Linked DNA regions of Zea mays: region 1 is linked to region 2. Evidence: chromatin contacts called from public Hi-C data. All regions are on one chromosome and are shown on one strand. Each heading gives the region's core, a stretch centred on a gene start, on an enhancer-like site or on the middle of the called end of the contact. The rest is flanking DNA. Distances are from core to core; before and after follow the strand shown. Region 1 holds the start of LOC100276419. Region 2 holds the start of LOC103636860 (mechanosensitive ion channel protein 2, chloroplastic).

Region 1 (6,733 bases), core at 1,548-4,047, 220 kb after region 2:
AGATGATCAAATGGATTCCTCAAGAAAATAATATCAATGTCAGATAGGAGAATACTATACCCAAGTTGCAAGAACTCCCTTAAAACACGAAACTTGAGTCCAGAAACGGCATGGTTTCCACCAGTTTTTGCAATGTTGTCGATGCCTTCATCAGGATCACGCCGGTAGACTGGCACCCCTTTAGATTTGCATAAGCTTTCTATATTATCATCCAATGCCACAACCAGGTAGTTTGGAATACCAACTCGTTTGATATTGCTAAACCAAACTTCAAGCATCTCCCTCACATTGGTGTTTGCCAACGCAACAATGAGTTCCTTTTTCACAGCAACCTCTTCCAATATCTTGGCCAACCTGGGGTTAACAGAGTTATCAGGGATTACAGTTGGATTTGTTCTCAAAGCCTTGACAGCTCCAAAAGGACCAGGCTTGTACAAAGTCTCATTTTTCCCTTGTCCAGCGATTTGAAGCTTCATGGATAATTCATTAATCTGCCTCCTAAGTTCAACATTCTCTCTCTCCAATGATGACACCTGGGACTTAAGGTTGGTAACTCGTCTTGATGATTCGCAAGCAGTTGAATCAACCTAATGAATGTGCAAAATAGACATTGTATTAGTATTAGAATTTAACTACGTTTCAGGATATAGCACATGCTAATGAATAAGAACAAAAAATAAACGAACAAAGCACAAAGAAAAAAACAAATGGATTGATGGCATAATCATACTCAACAGTTAGTTGTATAGCTATGTTGCTAATGTAACACCATAGTGAAAGCAAATCAATTTAGCAAGATTGAAAAATTGAGGTAAAGTCGTGATTGAGAAAATGTAAGTCCAGGAAGAATTTGTTCGGTTCATTTCAGTAGCTTCCTAAAGTCTACTTTGACCTTCACTTGAAATATATTTAGACTGAGTGCACTGTCTAAAATGACAAGAATATTGCAAATCCAGACTACAAGAAACCACTTATAAGTTACCCGTACATCATTTAATGCCTAACCATACAAACACAACTTCATATCATTTCTTCGGTAAAAAAAACGAGATCAGTTATCTAGCACCAGTATTTATTATCTATAGGAATCAACAATGCAGGTATAGGGAAACATTGTTTTTACCCAACAGCTATCGAAAACAACCAGCCATTTAAAAAGCCGATTAGGTGGCCACTTAATCAAAATACCATCCCACAGCTCATGCAGGGGATAAGTATAGGAGGTGGAATGCAGCCAAGTCCCAGTTAACTGCACAGGATGTTGCTCAAATGGCCCTGTGTGAATTAAGTGTTCTCTTGTAGATCAACAGAGCAACAACAATCTTAAATTTAAAACGATATTCTACAACACTTCTAGTTAGCAAACAAAAATAACCCCCGACTTGGCTCAAACTCTGATCTAAGTTGAAGTCAACTTGGGTCCAGTCTGAAGTCTGAACCAGCTCTTTAAGGCCATTCAAGCTGACCTTAAGTCCTGATGAGCACAGCATGAGTATGAACAGGATTAACAAATGTAACTGAAGAACCTCAGGACAAAATTTGAATGTTAGGCTGACCTTCATGCAGTACTATTCCTCATCCAAGGTAAAAACACAAGCCGCAACGGAAATTGATAGCTTTGCACACCTGAGAGCAAGACTCATTTTGTCACTATGTCCTGCCGTGGCTTGCTGATGCATTCTTGACATCTAGATAGCCAACTTTCCCTATTCTAACATCCATGCTACTCCAATGTTCAGAAGATTTAGCATCCCTCCATGTGTTGGAGCTGCTTCTTATCCATCTGGTTTATCAAATGTTCACTTAATGTGATACTTGGGGATGACTTAATTTTGCAGAGGCATGCTTAATGTGATACTTGAGGATGGACTGGTAGCAAGGATTGAATGAAGGACACTGCACAAAACTTTGGTAACGTGCCAATGAGGAATGGGGATGTAAAGTGGTCCGCATGCAGCTAAACATAAGATTGTCAGCCATACACACAGTTCCTGTGAACCTCAAATTTCAGTGAGACCTATGCAAATGTGGCTATGAGAATCATTGATCTACGCTCAGGTTTATCAATACTCCTACCAATGATACTACTGAGTAACCGAGAGACAAAATATTTTGTTGACAATGGAAGCATGTCCACAAGGCCACAAATTTTCTGGAACTACATGCACCAAGGTTTGACATACATCAATAAGATAGTACCCGTTTAATCTCTCAACGACGACCAGTCTTAAAAAGGTAAGGTAGACTAAACACTATTTTTGCTGCAAGGTTAATCTAGCTTAGCTTCATACGCTAGCACTTTTATGGATCTATGCACATGCTCTCAGAGTTTGCCCTTTAAGTTCCTTAATTAACCTCATTCCTAGTTGGTCCAAGGTAGAACACTATTAGTGACGAGCACAGTAACCACCATCATCTCTGTTTCCAGTAATCTTCAGTTAAGGTATGAAACAAGAAAAGGAGCATGAAAAGCAATACCTGGTGCGTCCATTGGAGGGCAGAGGCAGACGGGCGGAAGAAGAGGCCGTTGGGGTAGAGGAAGGCGCAGACGCAGCCGAGTGCGACGCCGACAGCGACGGCCACCGCGATGCGGGACCCGCGTGACAGGGGTTTCCCACCTCCGCCGCCTCGCAGCATTAGGGGGCCGTCCCGCCGCCCGGCCAACGGCATCCTGGAGATCTCGCCGGCGGCTGTGGGGTGAGATCGGAGGGGAAGCTGCTGGTGGGGTTTAGAGGACCTTTTGTGCCCCTCTGCAGTAGAAAAGGTGATGCGACAAGGGGATGGGTGGTGGATCTACGCCTCATGTTCAGTAATCAGTGCTGCAAATCACCAAATATGACGTTGACGTTAGGGGCTATTTGATTTCTATAGAGTAATTTAGTCCCTATATTATGGCCATGTATACTGTGTAAAACTATAGGGCTGTTTGGTTGGTGGCTAAATGTGCCACACTTTGACTAAGGTTAGTCGTTCAAATTGAAGAACTAACCTTAGGCAAAAAAGTTAGGCAAAGTGTGGCAAATTAGGCACCAAACCAAACAGGCCCTATTTCCGGTGCTAACGTGCTAAGACATGTTGACATCCGCCAGATTCCAAATCAATGGATACACTTAACCCCATCTCATAATCTTGTTCTTTTTCTTAAGAGCCCCTCATTTCTCTTTTGTTTGTGTAAACCGAATAGTTTTATAGCCGCCGGCCCTTCTCTCCCGTACAACGTCGTTGATGCCGCCTCCATCGAACGTGTTGTCGTTGGTCACCGCTGGCCTACCTCGATCTTCTCCATCGCCTGTTACGGTCGACACAGCCCCGCTCCCATCTTCTCAGGCGTCTGCCATGGTCGACGTCGGCCTGCCCCGATCTTCTCAGGCGCATGCCATGGTCGACGCCAGCCTACCTCGATCTTCTACCGCGTCTACCATGGTCGACATAGCACGACCCCAATCTTCTCCACCGCATGCCATGGTTGACGCTAACTCGCCTCGATCTTGTACCTGTGATGCCATGGTTGACGTCGACCTACCTCGATCTTCTACATGTGATGCCATGGTTGACGTCGATCCGCCCCAAACGAGCATAGCTCCATGCGTCTTGACCCCATCAAGCACAACCACATGGATCCCATCCGCAGGAACCACACATCTCATTTCAACTTTTGGAACACCTGAAAAGAATACAATCATGTCCCCCTTGATGGTGAGCAATTTTTTTTACAAATTTAATTGTGGCATATCTCGATACTTTCTATGTGGAAATTAATTGATAATAACTTTGCAATGCTGTAGTATGCTACTCATGTTCCTGAAGTACATGAATCTATGAAGCCATTTGTTGGACAAATTTATGAAAGATTGCAAGATGCAGAGGATTTTTATAGAAGATATGCAAAAGAGGCTCGTTTTGGAGTTCGTATTGGTCCACATACAGATTTGAATGGTGTTAGAAGATGGCAAAGATGGTTGTGTTCTAAACAGGGATATAGGTCTAAGAAAAAGGTAGACAGCAAACCGAAACGTATTCAAAAGATTTCTAGGTGTGGTTGTGAAGCAGTTCTAGCTGTCAAGCTGATTGAAGATAATAAGTTTCGGGTGGAGATATTTGTGGAATCACATACACATAGTCTTGTTTCACCAGACAAGGTCCACTTGATTAGGTCGAACAGAGAAGTTAATGAGAAGGCTAAGCGTGCACTAGTGGCATGCCACAAGGGAGGCATCGGTACAAGTGGGGCATACAGATATCTTCGTATTAGCGAAGGTGGATTTGAGAATGTGGGGTGCAACAAGAGGGATTTGCAAAACTATCATAAGAAGTTGAGAAGTTGTATCACATCATCAGATGCTCAAATGTTCATTGACAACCTTGCCTCAAAAAACGAATTAAATCCTACATTTTATTATGACTATGTGGTTGATGAAAAGGGAAGGCTTGCACATGTTTTTTGGGCAGATCCCACATGCAGAAAGAATTTCTCACATTTCGGTGATCTTCTCTCATTTGATTGAACATACAACACCAACCACTACAACATGATATTCACACCATTCACAGGTATCAATCATCATAAGTCATGTGTTTTGTTTGGTGCTGCATTGTTAAGCAACGAGACAACTGAGGCATACACATGGTTGTTTTGTACGTTCTTGAGAGCAATGGGGCTGCACCATGACTCATCATAACAGATGAAGCCAATAGCATGAGGAATGCAGTATCTATAGTGTTTCCTAGCAGCACACATAGATTATGCACGTGACATATTTTGCAAAAGCTTCCTGCAAAGTTGCCGCCGCAAATGAGGGAAAACAAGTTACTTTATCAACACATCAACTTATGTGTATGGGCATCTGAAACTCGAGAGGAATTTGAGCATCAATGGGCTTCTATTATTTCTGAATTTGGTTTACAAGGTCATGATTGGTTGAGAACCCGTTATGAAATCCGTGCATCATGGGTCCCAATTTTCTTTAGACATGTGTTTTTTAGCTGGAATCCTTAACACAACCTCAAGATCAGGAAGTACCAACTCATTTTCAACCGTTTCATTGGTTACAAAAATACATTGGTCGAATTTTGGATCAGGTTTGTTAATGCAATGGATGAACAGAGGCATCAAGAATTGGAAAATGATAATGCTAGTCTGCATACATCACCTGTGTTGCAGACTAGTTGGGCATTAGAAAGGCATGGGAGTGAGGTGTTCACTTTCAATGTTTTCTCTGAACTACAAAAACAAATTATTAATGCTTGGGATAATTGTGTCATAGAGACAATTGTAAGCGAGGGAGACTATAAAATATCAACAGTTAATGATGAAAGAAAAAAGATGAGAGAGTTCCGTGTCAATATTACAACAAACGATGGGCACTGCACTTGTATGTTCTTTGAGATGTATGGTATTCCTTGTTGCCATCTAATTCGTGTTTTACAATGTCCATCACTTAAAAATATTACAGATCAGTTTAATTTGAAGAGATGGACTAAACTAGTGACTAAGAATGATGTCTTCGATGGAGAGGGAAACATGTTGAAAGAAGTATCAAAGGATGTTGTAGAAACAACTAATGCAAAGTTGGCATCTGAAATTAGAAGCAAGATTGAAGAATTAATTCACCATGCCGAAGGATCAAACAATGGGTTACAAACACTTCGGGATAGTATTGTTGCATTTGGTGAAGATCTTTCCATATTGCTTCCAGAGAGAATGACAAGTCAAGTTCAAGAGATCGAGTCCTTTATTGGTTGTTCAATCCCTAACCATGTTATTATACAGCCACCTAATGAAGTCAAATCTGTGGGTAGGTGCAAACGAACAAAACCTGGTTAGAAGGTAAAGAAGCCCGGTGACAATGTGGAGAAGAAACATAAAGTTCCTCGTATGTGCAGGTGTTGCAAGCAAGTAGACTATCATGATGCTCGAAATTGTCCTGTAAAGAATAATCCAACCCAGTGATGAATATCATGTTCATAGATCAAGAGTCATCAGCTAGCACAGTTCAGAGCAGCAGTCATTATCCAGTGTTTGGTTCAGCTAGCAGTGTTCAAATCAGCAGTCATCAACTAGTGTCGGGTTCAGCTAGTAGTAGTAGTTTTTTTTCAGCATTAGTGTTCACGATCAAGGCAACTGTAGTTTTGCCTTCTTTTTCCTATGAAATGCGTTTGCGTCAGACGAAAGTAGTAGCAGTTCTCTGAAACGTGTTTGTTTTGTCACAACTTCTTTTTCTTTTTTCATTCATTATTTGCCTAGCCGATTGCATTTGCTTGTATATTTTTTGAATAAACAATGTCATTATTTCTGAATGAAATATAGTGTCATTACTATCCGGACTGTCTTATAGTCCCTCTGATAAATGATGGGTGCGGTGTGATGGAGGGAGTAAAGAGCAGACGCATGCAGATCAGCGCGTCTGATTTCTGATGGGTGCGATGTGATTAAGGTGGTGCCGCCCTCTTGCTGATTGGACAGAAAATGGTTCGACGGATAAAAAATAAGACAAAGGGGTTCTTTAGAAAAAAACAAGTCTATGAGGTGGGATTAATATTATCCTTTAATTTAGGATCTAAAGGCTGATGATACGTCTTAGCACGTTAGCACAGGAAGTAGTTTTACATAGTATACGTTGTCCTATGTTATAATCTCTAAATTGCTAAACATATAGATTCATGTGTTTGATAATTTAGAGAATAAAAAGGATTAAAAAAGGTGGATTAAAACTTAATCCCTAGAAACCAAACA
Region 2 (6,851 bases), core at 2,665-5,164:
CCCTTCTAATTCTTGCCTACTTTATTTCTCATCAATTGATTACATAAATAGGCCAGCCGGCCGCCCCTATCTAGCTACTGATCCTTATCTCCTTAAAACTCTCCTAAAAACTCTCAACAAACTACTAACTGATAACCTTCCTAGATAATCTCAACTAATCTCCTAAATAATCTCAACTAATCTTCTAATCTTATCTCTAACTATCCTTATCTAATCCCCCTTGGAGGGCCCATAGCTGCTGCTGTCGCAGCCCCTCCGTGGGCCTCCTTAGGCCCTGACACTACACCCCTCCTGGACAAGCAGCTCGTCCTCGAGCTGCCACATAACGGGTGCTCAAAGACCGAGTCTACTTGACCCAAAACCAGACACCTAGAAGACAAGCCTTTTACATCTCGGCTTATCTTATTATTCTGAATCTAATTTTTTACCCCATAAGATAAGGCGGACACCCTCCGCGCATTGGACTTGCACGTGTGCAGCCACCTGGATCCCATGGACGCCATCTGCACGAAAGGGGAGCACATGGACAGACACCTGGAATAGGTCGCAACAATAACCACCGGAGGCGCCCTCGTGTGGTGGCGCTAAATAGTGCGCCCTTGTTGATGACGAGGTGAGTAATTTCCCTACCGCCACTGCCGTAGAGTTGAAGTTCGTCGCCCACGGGACACGTACCATACTCGCACTTGGAGATAGCGGCCCGGTGCCACTGCTGATGGCCGTCCGACAGGGCAAGGTCGCACCCCCGTGTGCCGAGATCAACCGTCACCAAGGCTGCCTCGAGCATCTGCCGGCGCATCTCCCGCACTCTCCGTCGTGCAAGGAAGCCACGAGCAGCAGCTTGTATGCCCACAGCCGCCGACGTCCGGAGCCGTGCGGACAACGCCAGCTGGTGCTGCTCATGTTGCACTGCTGCCTTGATTTGTAGCAGCCCTTGCTCAACCTTCTGGAGCGTGGCTTGCATCTTTGCGAGATCAGCCTTTATGTTGGTCCACAAATCTCCCATCGATGGAGCTGATGATTGCTGAGCCGTGGCTGCCCCTGGTGGCGTCGCCCATGGGGACGGAGACGCCATCAATGAAGATGATGTGACGAAATTTGGCGTTGTCCCTGGAGATGGGCACGCCGGCGTCCAGGATGTGGTGACAAAATTGGCAGGCGATGCTGCCCATGGAGATGGGGACACCGGTTGCCAGGATGGCGTGACGAAGGTGGCATACGACGCAGCCCATGGAGATGGGGACGTTGGTTGCCAGGACGATGTGACGAAGGTGACATGTGGCGCGGTCCATGGAGATGGGGACGCCGGTTGCCAGGATGACGCTGCGAAATTGGCAGCAGAAGCCATTGGATCAGATCGAAACCCAAGCTAGCCGATACCAGATGTTATGGTCGCTAGATCGATGAGGGATTAGAGAGGGGTATCGATGGGCAGGAACGCCGGCCGGGGGCCTCTGCCCACGGCCGAGCAAGAGGATGGTTTCTCCCTTCTAATTCTTGCTTGCTTTATTTCTCATCCATTGATTACATAAATAGGCCGATTGGCCGCCCCTATCTAGCTACTGATCCTTATCTCCTTAAAACTCTCCTAAAAACTCTCAACAAACTACTAACTGATAACCTTCCTAGATAATCTCAACTAATCTCCTAAATAATCTCAACTAATCTTCTAATCTTATCTCTAACTATCCTTATCTAATCCCCCTTGGAGGGCCCATGGCTGCTGCTGTCGCAGCCCCTCCGTGGGCCTCCTTAGGCCCTGACACTATGATTGTTCCATTTTAATGGCAATAGGTAGTCTTGGCCATTTGAAAATAAGACCCTAAGTTCATCAGGTATGATAATTCCAAAGAAAAAAATTAAAAATATAGCAGTGTTTGGGGCAATATAAATAAGTGATGTGTGTATGTTCCCTTCTTTGAAGCTCATTTAACCTATAAAAAAAGGTAAACGCTGTCCTAATTATTTAGCTGATGTTTAGTTTGCTTCAGCTCTTTCCTACAGATCCTTGCAGAATATTTAACCAACGCGCTGAATAGAAAAACTTTGGCTACCTAGACAATGCATTATTATGATTTGATCTGAAGCCATATTGGTCCTCACAATCAGCACTTTATGATTTTAGCTGTGTTCAAATACCAGAACTGCTAGTTTGGTGAACAAACTTGCCTCCCGATAGATGTTATAGTGTTGATCTTCTCTCTAAATTTCTCCGGAGGCATCAAAGCCAGTGAGCCACAAATAGGAAGAGAAATATGAATGGATCCACAACCAAATCTAATGAGCCAGCATAGATAACATAGGGAAAATCACTGGTTGAAATTGGATAATACTTGACCAGCCACCGTTCTCCGACGGAACTAACTACAAACGCAGGTTCCCAAGGGTGAGGGAAAACAACCACAACCAGGCATCATACATAACTGATTGGGTTATGATTACGCACGCTAAGTTCAATATCGGGATGAATCACAAGGTGAAATCTACACGGATGATTAGCCACCAAAACTGCTGAAACGTACGTGAGGCGGCAGAAAACAAAAGGTGTGATGAACCCCCTCACCTAGAAACCGGCGGCGGCAGCGGCGGATCAGGAAGGGTGACGGCGAGTGGTCCTGTAACCGGCCGCTGCGGGGACGTGACAGCGAGGACGCCTAGAGCCCCGACGCGGCCGAGGATCGGTAGATTCAGGAGAGGGATTATGGGTGTAATCAGATCGGATACGGACGGATATCGCTGAAACCATATTTGTTTTCGTATTTTCTTCGGATTTGAATTCTAATACATATAGCTTCGGATTCGAATACAAATACGAATATTCTCGGATGCAAATACGGATAGATGTGTGTCGAATACGGAACTAGTCGGACACGGATAACATCGGTAGCGAATATTTTTGTCGGATACTGAGTAATACATTCCACACATGTCTAGGGGTGGTAATGGGCTCTAGATTTTACACTATAAAATTTAAGGACCGAATCGGATTAGGATCGGGCTCTATTCCTATTCATTTTTGAACTAAAATTAATTAAGGGCCCAAATATATTGTGAAGAAGCATATGAATCGTGATCCATTACCACACCTACACATATCATAGTAGTAGAGTATAGACTAATAAACGGCTCATGAGCAAACACCAGACTGCCATGCTCCGTGCAAAGATTAGCTCGCCTGTTTTGATGCTCCAAATGCGAACAGGGCAGTCCTCCCCACCTGGCAACGAATGAGCATGTTTTTGGTAAAATGAGGTTTTCATGCCCTTGAAATAATTTTGCTAACTTCACGTATATGAACCAACTAATACACAGACAATTTTGTAAATCAGAATTCGAACTAGACAATATGTAATTCAACGTTAATCACTTAATCTATACCCCTTGGTGCGGCATTTCAGAATCCAGAATTCCAGAGGGTTAGCATAGAAATAGTCCTCTTCCTTGGGCTGGCCAGGGATTACCTTTCTACTTTCCGTAGGTCGATGTGCCACCGGTAGCCGCCCACCGCCTTCCGCTGTAGATTGGCCGCCCGTCGCGGCTAGCCGCTAGCCGCTCGCCGCCCGCCGAGCCCGCTGCGCCTGCTGCACCCCACTGCGCGCCGCTTTTCCCGCTGGGTGAATCGATCTGGGGAGCAGGGAAGGGGAAGCCGGGACCCGGGAGGGAGAGGGATAGGCGTGTAGGTCTTTGCCTTCCGCCCGGAGGAGGGGAAGAAGGTGAATAGAAATCAGGATTCAGGGAGAGGGAAAGGAAGAGGAAGGCGAAGGCGATAACGTCTTCCACGCGCGGCGACACAGCAAGAGGGGAGAGGACGAGAGTGACGGGCGGAAGGGCCAGGCCACGCACGTGGACGTGGTGCCTTATCGGCCGCGCCGCAGTGTCTGGTTTGGTTTCTCACTTTCTCCACCGTCTTGTAATACTCTCTTCCTTCCGATGTGGCGCTGTTGTTGTTTTATTCCGCACTGGTGACTTATGTGTAAAGATAAAGATGGTCATGGGTAACCGTGATTCGAATTATATTTACATCATTAGAGTATATATGTGGGTTAAATAATGTACTCATGAATTTGTTATTAGACAAAAATCTTCACCAAATAAGTAAACGGGTATTATAACGTTCCGCCTTCACTCATACCTGTTAACCCGTGGGTATAAAATACCCAATATAAACTTAGCCCAAGCATGAATTTAAACTTTAGTCATCTATCTTTTTTGCTATTTAACAAACTTTTAGGTCATAATGTCATAGAAGGCTTAACGACAATTTAATGAATATGTAATGGAACATGTAATGTGCTATTTAGTACTATTCTAGTGTTACTACTTTATCCAATTACCTTTGGTGTGTTGAATGGATGATTAAATGATGTTAGAAATTTTGTAATGATATTTAGATAGATATACTTGACATTTGAATAATATAATATTTTGATAATATCTAGTGTTACTAGATTATACAATTACCTTTGGTGTGTTGGATTAAATGATGCTAGAAATTTTGTAATGATATTTAGATAGATATACTTGATATTTGAATAATATAATATTTTGATAGATATTTAATTTTATGGGTACAAGTAAGTCATACCCACATAGATATGAGGGTAAATCTATATCCACCAATGTCCTATGGCTCATGAAACACTGCTGCCCCCTCCCCCTTGTCACCTTGGCTGCCTTGAGATGGACGAGGTGTGCAGATTTGGTTCCTTCGGCACATTTGAAGAGATCCGCTCATTGGCTGGCAACAGGTGTCGGTATGGTATCTTTAGATGATTACAGGTAGGTCTGGGCAAAAAGAACCGGAACCGAGGAACCGAACCGAAATAACCGAGAACCGGAACCGAACTAACCGAACCGAAGGAACCGTTATGAAATTCGGTTCTGGTTTTTTGAGAACCGAAATAAATGAGATATTTTCGGTTCTGCGCTCCAAAGAACCGAAAGAACCGAAAAACCCAAAAGTATTAGATTCAATTTGTTACATGTGTTTGTAACTTCAGATGTTGTGTTATCGACTTATGTTGAACCTCTAATCATCCATGTATTATCTATGAAATTATGGTCATTGTGCACTTGTCGTTGTTTGTGGGGAGATGTTGCTGAAATTTCTCACAAAAGTTGTCGTTATTCAGAATTTTAGAGTGGATGTTACAGTTTGGTTAGAACCGAGGAACCGAACCGAAGAACCGAGAACCGAACTAGTCGATTCTGGTTTCTTTATCTTGCTATTTCGGTTCTAGTTTTTGAAGAACCGAATTTCTACAAGAACCGAGGAACCGAACCGAACCGAAGAACCGAATGCCCAGTCCTAATTACAGGTCCTACCACAATAACGTCGTTACAAGCTTCATGTATGTCGTGCTTTTTTATTATCAATTGTATTACACGCTTCGAGTATATATATAAACCATTTTTATTCTACTACTTATTAAGGTTGTAAGGATAGTATGACATTCCGTGTTCTGTCACCATTCCATATTCTGTTATTCTCATTACTTATTCTGTCTTTCCCATTTTCTCCTCCCCGCACAACTCATTCCCATGTTCCGCCACCATAACTTGTCCTGTCATTCTCATTCCTTGTTATGTCTTTCTCATTCCCCTCCCCGCAAAGATCATTCTCATTCTTCCGTTAAGCACACGTCTAACTAAAATAAAAAAAACACAAATGGACCCCGAGGGGATTTGAACCCGCGACCCCTAAAGCAAATGCGAGCAGTAGCTACTGCTACACCACATGTGTGTTTATGTCTACATCTATGACAGGAAAAATATCTACTATATCTCTCACCAAGCCCGCATGCTACCCTTGCACAATACGTAGTAGTAGATAAGTACCACCAAGATTATTGAATTATATTTTTGGATAGAGGGAGTAGTATTTAAAGAAGAGTCTTGCATGCAATTTCTTTTGTTTGAATAATGTTTTCAACTTAAATTTCTTTTTTTGCTTGTGTGGCATTTATTCTCCGTAATATTTTTTCGTGGATCTGACTTGTGAGTCATTTTCATAAACCAACGCCAAGGATGAATCCATGTTTCTAACTTGGAAACCCCGAACAAACACCACTAGCAGGAGGCCCTCGCGTTGGCGTCGCTCATTGACGACGAGAAAAAGCTTGGCGACTGTTAGTTCGACCTCTGGAAGCAGTCCTACTGAAAGGGAAATATGCCTTTGTGACATTTCTATAATTGTTTTGGTGATTAAATGCCCAACACACTATGTTTAGTTCTTATGTGCTAAATAAGTGAGAAGTGCAAATCGAAGAAAATGTATGTATCCGGCCTTAGTAAACTGTTTTTGAGTACTAACATATGCATCGAAGTGCCAGGAAACCTTGCCGAGAAGAAATGATTTGAGTTGGAGAAGAGTTGGCTAAGTCAGCCAATCCAGCGCAGTTTGTGGTGCACCGGACTGTCCGATGGTGCACCGAACAGTATCTGGTGCCCCAGGCTGGCCCAACGACGAACTGACCGCTCTCAGGAAAAGGAGAAAGCGCCGCGGCTCAAAATCACCGGACTGTCCGGTGGTGCACCGGACTGTCCGGTGAGTCACAGCCGCCCGAGCCAACGGTCGCCAGCGTAATCAGCGGGCGACGCGTGGCCCGCGCCAACGGTCGGGTGGGCACATCGGATTGTCCGGTGTGCACCGGACAGTGTCCGGTGCGCCAACGAGACTGCCGGCCCAATGGTCGGATGCGCCAGTTAAGGAAGGAGATCGAGCACCGGACTGCTACAGGACCTGTCCGCTGGTGCACCGGACTGTCCGGTGCACCACTCGACAGAAGGCAAGATTTGCCTTCTAAGTTGATCTCCAACGGTCCTAGCTGCCTTGGGGCTATAAAAGGGAC

The links. A called contact is a pair of places that touch in the nucleus more often than the background predicts.
Region 1: a Hi-C map of leaf shows a contact between it and region 2, with 5 times the contacts expected there. The contact joins the promoter of LOC100276419 here to the promoter of LOC103636860 in region 2. A contact is called at or near these places in 12 of 25 Hi-C or Micro-C datasets (bundle sheath, ear, endosperm and 4 more).

What each region holds. Positions count from the first base shown.
Region 1 is chr1:78,546,669-78,553,401 of Zm-B73-REFERENCE-NAM-5.0, forward strand. It overlaps LOC100276419, which reads right to left and starts at 2,798. Exons shown (of 2, transcript NM_001374056.1): 1 at 2,479-2,798; 2 at 1-587. The coding sequence starts at 2,670.
Region 2 is chr1:78,326,852-78,333,702 of Zm-B73-REFERENCE-NAM-5.0, forward strand. It overlaps LOC103636860 (mechanosensitive ion channel protein 2, chloroplastic), which reads right to left and starts at 3,915. Exons shown (of 15, transcript XM_008659179.3): 1 at 3,462-3,915; 2 at 3,176-3,217.